2 separate regions of the Sus scrofa genome follow, and region 1 is linked to region 2. Evidence: chromatin contacts called from public HiChIP or PLAC-seq data. All regions are on one chromosome and are shown on one strand. Each heading gives the region's core, a stretch centred on a gene start, on an enhancer-like site or on the middle of the called end of the contact. The rest is flanking DNA. Distances are from core to core; before and after follow the strand shown. Region 1 has its middle 240 kb from the start of HIVEP2. Region 2 has its middle 16 kb from the start of AIG1.

Region 1 (3,530 bases), core at 217-2,716, 300 kb after region 2:
GAGATGAGAGATGAGAGAGAGAGAGAGAGAGATGAGTTTCTCAGAAGGGATGAATATCCTGTGTCTGGCAATCTGAGTGTGATGATACCAGAAACAGGACAGTGTGGCTCTGATTGGATTAAAGAACTTGTAGGCAGCTGCAGAAGCTCAGAGATGGTTAGAGACGATGAAAAACACCCCCTACCAGGCAGTGTGGTGGTGCCATGGTGGCTGTGTCTGTCTTGGGGAGGCTGACGTAATGGGTCCTTCCCCTTCTTCCAAGCTAGAAAGGCCAACAGTGAGCATCTGGGCCCAGAGGTGACCATCCTCTTCATTAAAAGTAAAATGTAAAGTGCTGTGCTCGTTTCCCCAGCACACCTTCTCATGTTGCAGATGAGGAAGCTGAAGAGCAGAGATAGGGCTAGCAGCGAGGAAAGGGGAAGTTGAGGGGGATGGGTCCTCGGAGTGGTTTCTGGTGAGTTCGCAGCCCTCCCCTCTCCAGCTACTTACTCTAACAGAGAACATTTCCAGGGGCAGGAGGAGTTTGGACAGAGTCTTGAGGGAGGAATCAGAACAGTAATGACAATGATGACGATACTATGAGTGAAATCAAAGCACAGAAAAGAGAAATCACAACTCCTCGTCTTGGAAGGGTGGAGGCAGCTTCACCATCAGAGAGGGTCTTTACTGGCTGTTATTTGTTATGTTGACTGCAATTATTAGGGTACTAATGGACAGAGATATGAGAAAGCTGCTGATAGGATGCAATGTCAAGTGCAGTGGCTGTTCAATGAACATTTGTTAAAAAGAGCCCTAAGGTGTCGAATGATGTCTGAGCCACAGGTTCAACAGAAGACCACAAAGGAATTGAAATAGAGAAGTTCATTACTCACAGGTCCTGGAGGAGGTACGTGGCATGCCTGCAGGGGCCACAGTGGGAGGTCAAGGCTGAGTGTGGGCAGAAAGCTGGCAGGACCTGGGGCACATGCCTTTATTAAGGTTTAAGGGTGGTTCACTTTGAGTTTTTCAGGCTAAGGCCAGTTTGGTCAATTCAATACAAAAAGAGCAGGTTTTCATAAGCTTTATGGGGCTGTTATCTAAGCGCTGTTTAATAAGAAGGCCCTGGAAGGCAGGGGAGACTATTTATGACAAAGGTGTTTGGAGAAGTCATGGCAGGAACCTTCATTTACTTGTAACTCTGTGGGTTATTGTCTAGGGGATGCCAGTGGGAGGGGCTAGGGTCAGTTCAAGCCCCTCCAATCCACTTGACCACACATAAACGGATGCCAGGACAGTAATATTATAAAGTAGTTTAGTTCAACTCTCAACATGAAGGCTATTGAAATGGGATTGGATCAGAAAGATGACCCTCTGTAACTTTGGGGAAGTGTATTATAGTTGGCATGCAATTATCATTGTTTGTGATGGTGCTGTCATTTGTATCAGTCACAATTCTCGAAGTAGTTGCATTCCAGGCACTGTGGTGAAATCCATAGGCTTTCGAATTCAAATAGCCTGGGTTCAAATCCCAATACTGTCACTTACTAATAGTATGATGTTGAGCAACCACTCCAAACCTCAACTTCCTCAACCCCAAAATGGGAAAAACACGAGGTCAGTCTTACAGAGTTGTCGGGATTAAATGAGATGATATATTTAAAATGCCTAGCTCTTCACACTCAAAACATGTTGGCCACTATTTTTTGGTGTGTTATTTGGTAGGCAAATATTTTACAAATTTGCTTTCATTAGGATGCTCTCAATATATGAACATCTTGTGGTGAATGGGTTTGTCAGACCAATTATCACCTGTCAGGACTCTGATAATAAATAGCATAATAGGGAACCTTGCTGATGGGCAAGAGGATGGAGAGATTGATCCTGAGTATGGGATACCAATCAGGAGTGCCCCAAGATGGGCTCTGGGGATCCTGGGGGCAGCCCTGTGAGGCACTGATTACTCTGGGGTGCAGAACACCATCCGTTTTGCTCTCTCGCCTAGTCTAAGTATATAATCATGCAACAGAGACCGCTGTCTATACTTAGCAATAAAACAAATTTCTGGTTTCCAAGGTGTTGAATCTAATTAGGTTTGCTTCTGAAATAAAAAAGAATCCGAGTCGAGGACTTCCATCACATAGCTCTATGACCTCTGGCACTCCTCATCTCTAAGATGAAAGTCCAGGGCAAAAAGATTCTTAATATCCCTTTTGTGGCTCACATGCCCTCACTCTCAAGTGAGGGCCAATATTATGTGTCTATTTTTATAGGAATTTGCTTTGCCTGGGGAGAGCAAAACCATATGCCAAAAACACTGTGTAAGTCAGGTCAATTAAGAAGGGTTGCTCCTTCAGCCCTGGGTTTGCTTCAGCAAATCTTCAGAGCTGGCTCTTTATTTATAACTCTGTAGAGGACCAAAACAAGCCTACATCTGACTAGGGCGTGGGGAAGCAAAACAGTTCAGATGCATTCCTAAATCATGAATTCTTCTCATTGACGTACATGCCATCACAGACGGTGCAGCTGTGTGGCATAGATTTTTAGGGCTTGATTACAAACAACCTCTGACAGACATCCCTGGGAGAAGGAGGAGGAAGTTGTCCCTGCGATGCAGCTGATCCTCTTCCTCTGCAGAACTCAGGCTGTGATTTTAAGGGCAAATACCAGCACCGGTCCCGGCACATAAGGAACAAATATAGGTTGCTTAGGGATGGCTTGAAAGTGAGGAATATTCACCCTCAACTGACACATATTTTGGCTTCAGTAATTTGTTCTTGAAGGCAATCCTGAACATTCCTCATTTCTACATGCCAAGACATGCTGGAGCTCCTGCTGTGGCACAATGGAATCAGCAGCGTCTTGGGATCCCTGGGTCATGGGTCCATCCTTAGCCCAGCACAGTGGGTTAATGATCCAGCATTGCTGTGGCTGTGGTTTAGGTTGCAACTACAGCTTGAGCTCGGATCTGACTCCTGGACTGGGAACTCCATGTGCCACGGGGTGGCCAAAGATTAAAAAGGAAAGAAAAGAAACAAATGCCAAGACTTAGAGCCAGACCTTCAGTAGCATCCTCGGCATCATTAAACCCTGTTTATTTGGATGCTTGATATCAGACTGCCCCCCCACCCCTCGCCACTTGGTGCTCCAATGCAGTCAGACTCTGGTCTTTCACTTCTGGAACCCTAAACAAGAGGCTCTACTCTACTTGGGTCATCCACTAACAGGCCTTATAATTCACTCTCCTATCTCCCCACAACCCACTCCAAATTTCAGTTGTAAATTTCTTTATACCCCCAGGACCAGGATACATGATTTTCTTAGATGGACCTAGAAAAACCTATTCTTAACACCTTTTGAAATACTTTTGTGGGTTAACTTCTTCCTTTGTAGAATAAGCTCCTTGAGGAAAAGAACTGAAGCTGATTCTAGTTGTATCCTTAGCACCTAGTATAGAGTTCAATACACATTAAAGACAAAATATATTTGTATAATGACTGAGTGACTATATCTTATCTCTGATACCAAACATTAAAACACATGGAGATGTTCAA
Region 2 (3,399 bases), core at 352-2,851:
AATCCAAAGAAGATCTAAGTAAAGACTTCAAACCTATTAAAATGAAAAATTAAAAAAAAATGAGAGTGAGGGAAAGAAAGAACAGAAAGAAGGATGGGGGAGAGAAAAATGAAAGGGAGAGATGAAGGAAAGAAGTGAGGAAGTAAATTGAATTTAGAGTGATTCCAAGTTCTAATTAAAAACTAATCTTTATTAACAAAATCAACTGGTTTTCAATGATACTGTTCTTAAAATGCACTTTTCCAAATTAACAAAAGTATTTTTTCAAATGAATGATTACATTTGAAGTCAGAGTATACTGGGGGAAGAGCGTGCCTATGGCAGATGGATGTGCCAAGGCCAGGGATCAAATCTGTGCCCCATCAGCAACCCAAGCCATAGCAGTGAGAGCACTGGATGCTTACCCTGCCGAACCATCAGAGAACTCCAAAGTCATAGTATATGTTTCTTCTTGAAACAATACAGAGTAGCAGGTAGACAAATGGGCCGGTTTTGGTATATGAAACACACAAAATCTGTGCATCAATATCATATTACTGAGAATACATTTTGAGTTGTATGATAATAAAAACATCCAGATAAAATAAAATAGAATTGCTGTTTTCTCATTGAATAGGAAAAAAATGTTTACCAAAAAAAAAGATGGAAGAAAGAGGAAGATGATGAGAAGCTTGATTTTTTTTTAAACTAAACTTTATTTTTGCATTGCTTCAGATTTAAAGAAAAGTTTCAAAGCTAGTACAGAGGATTGCTCGTTCCCCAGGACTCAGTTTCTCTTATGGTTAACATCTTATTTTATGATTCATTTGTAACAAATCATGTACAATTGACACATTATAATTAACTAAAGTCCATACTTTATTCAGATATTCTTCATTTCTACCCAATGACCTTTTTCTGTCTCAGGATCCCATTCAGGATAACACGTCACGTTTAGTTGTCATGTCTCCAGATGTGAGCCTCTTGAGACTTCTAGTTCCCCCGGCCAGATTTCCTGACTTCACATTTCCTAGAGCAATTCCATCCCTGAGTCAGGCAATATTTAATCTGCTCTAGTCCAGCAGAAAGCAGTTTTTGCCTCTAGTCCCATCATTATCAAACTGACTCCATACTTAATGGTTCCTGCTGAAGCACCAAGGCAGTCCCGAAGAACAAGCTTTCCATGGTGCTCTGTTGCAGCAACTAATTTACTGAATCCCAGACCCTTTGCTTTTTACTTATCCAGGATGAAATGTCTCTGGCTGAACTCTGACTTCGTACTCACAACCTCTCTTTAGTGCCATGTTCTTAAAAGGGGGTCTTGTACTGAAACCACCCTTGCTTTGTGCCTCTGAATCTAAATTTGGGCTTCTGCTTTAATCCAGTTCAAGATCTTTGTTAAATGACCCATGTGGATACTCTCAGAAAACCAGGAGCTTGTTTTGTTCCAGGAAAACACTCCTGCAGATACTGATTCTTATTCCTGAAATCCAGTCCACCAGCTATAGCCATGCTGGACGCACAGACTCCTGGACCACCTGCTGGGACCTGCACTTTTGGTGAGACACCAGTGTTGTATCATGGATCTATCTCCATTCTCAGCCCAGGCCTCCAACACATGAGCCGGAAACTCCCTAGATGAAGGTAATGCTTGCCAGGGGCCCCTATGGCTCCTGGCATTGGGGATGTACTCAATCAACTTTCTCTGAGTAAAGACCATGAACTTGAACCCAGGCTATAAGCCTTAGAACGCAGTTCAGCTTTCCCAGGGGACAGAATGGCCTTTCTGTCAGCCCTGGCTTCTCCCTGCCTGCCCTGACTCACTGTGAGCCACTGGCCACACGCTCCAAAGGAAATACTCTTTTAACTGAACAGCTCAGCAAAAAGGGGAAACAGTTTTTGAATGAGAAAAAAAAATTAGGAAGTATTTGGAAGCAATTTCCTGACTTTAAGTATGTGTTAAATCCTACACTACATTTTGTGATTTTTACTAACCAAAATTACAATAGTGATTGTTTGTAATGGTGATGTTTCCTTGTTTAAGGCTAGAGAAGTCATGGTTGGTATATTTGATCAAGGTGAACTATTTGCTTTAGTTCTTTTTATTGGACATGAAATTGATATAGTAAAAATCTGAACAGCAGATAAAAATCTCAAAATACCGAAAACACTGGTTAAATAAATTAAAAATTCTACTTATTTTGGGATCCTTTTTCTAGCAAGTACATTTATTTAATTTTTAAATAGTTAAATTAATTTTTAAATAATTAAATTAATTTAAAAATCTGAACAAGTATTTTTTCACCCAATTTTCAAAATCAAGAGTCAGCAGCTAATATAAACTATAATTCCTTTAACAACTGTCATAGACTAGGCTATGCCAATAAACACAATTGAAAAGGTGTTTTTCCTTATATTCTGCTCATTTTAATTTATGATTAATATCTATCTTTATTGAAGAAAGTTATTCTCTATTTGTAATTATTGACAACTTTGTACTTAAGTGCTTCTGTAGTCTAGACAGGATACACTTATCTATACGATAAATAATAGATAAATGATTAGTGTGTTACTTGCTATTAATGTGATTGATGGATTCGCCATTACACTACTTCTCTGTTCTAATTTTAGCTCTGATGCCAGTCAGAGGTCTCTGTCACTGTACAACGCCTACGATGTCTGCATAAAAATGAATGACTTTCCTCATGTTTCTTAAATCTGTTCTTTTTGTTTTGTCATTTCACAAAAGCGGTGTTAAAAATGGAATGGTACAAAATGGAGCTTCAAATCAGAGTGTATTTTGTGCAATTACCACTTTGCTATATAAAATGTATTTGCCAGAGGCAGAGTCTGGGGTCTATCCAGTGGGAGGTGGAAAGGAAGAGAACTAGAATAGAAGTGCCTTTTCATGGTCGGGTTTACTAAGGTGATGCAGAAGGACAGAGTGGAGCATCTCCTTCTTCCTGGGCAAGTTCACAGGGCTTGTAAAGGGTGACCGGAAGACTGGGTCTGGGAACTTCAGGTAGACCTCAGGAAGGCTATCGAGGTCTCTGCCATAGTCAGGTATCCACATGTTACCCTTACTCGTCAAAAAAAAAAAAAAAAAAAAAAAAAATTAAAAGAAGCCTAATGCATGTTTGGAAACATCCTTGCTTTATTGATATCAAGAACAGGACACAAAGAATAGGCTTAGAGCAGTTAAGGATCTGGTGTTGTCACTGCTGTGGCTTTCATCACTGCTGTGGTATGGGTTTGATCCATGGCCCAAGAATAAGATCATGCAGCAGGTGTGGTCAAAAAAAGAATAGGCTTAAATTTATGTATGTATACATATGTATATATATGTATAATATATGTATTTATAAATATATAGTGAGAAAAAATATATATTCATTTAATATATTATTTAAAATATTATAT

Evidence for each region. HiChIP or PLAC-seq counts read pairs in DNA pulled down with a chosen protein or histone mark.
Region 1: an H3K27ac HiChIP or PLAC-seq map of alveolar macrophages shows a contact between it and region 2. The contact joins two enhancer-like sites. A contact is called at or near these places in 1 of 5 promoter capture datasets (liver), 17 of 47 Hi-C or Micro-C datasets (alveolar macrophages, blood, embryonic fibroblasts and 12 more) and 2 of 2 datasets of contacts at active chromatin or transcription factors (alveolar macrophages and skeletal muscle).

Annotation. Positions count from the first base shown.
Region 1 is chr1:22,477,610-22,481,139 of Sscrofa11.1, forward strand. No RefSeq gene overlaps it. Among named protein-coding and RNA genes, the nearest start is that of HIVEP2, 240 kb to the left of the region's middle. Within about 2 kb of position 1,467, at least 7 of the 83 cell types and tissues checked have an H3K27ac peak or open chromatin away from gene starts, as enhancers often do. A contact at or near this core is called in alveolar macrophages, where this site is marked.
Region 2 is chr1:22,179,705-22,183,103 of Sscrofa11.1, forward strand. No RefSeq gene overlaps it. Among named protein-coding and RNA genes, the nearest start is that of AIG1, 16 kb to the left of the region's middle. Within about 2 kb of position 1,602, at least 4 of the 83 cell types and tissues checked have an H3K27ac peak or open chromatin away from gene starts, as enhancers often do. A contact at or near this core is called in alveolar macrophages, where this site is marked.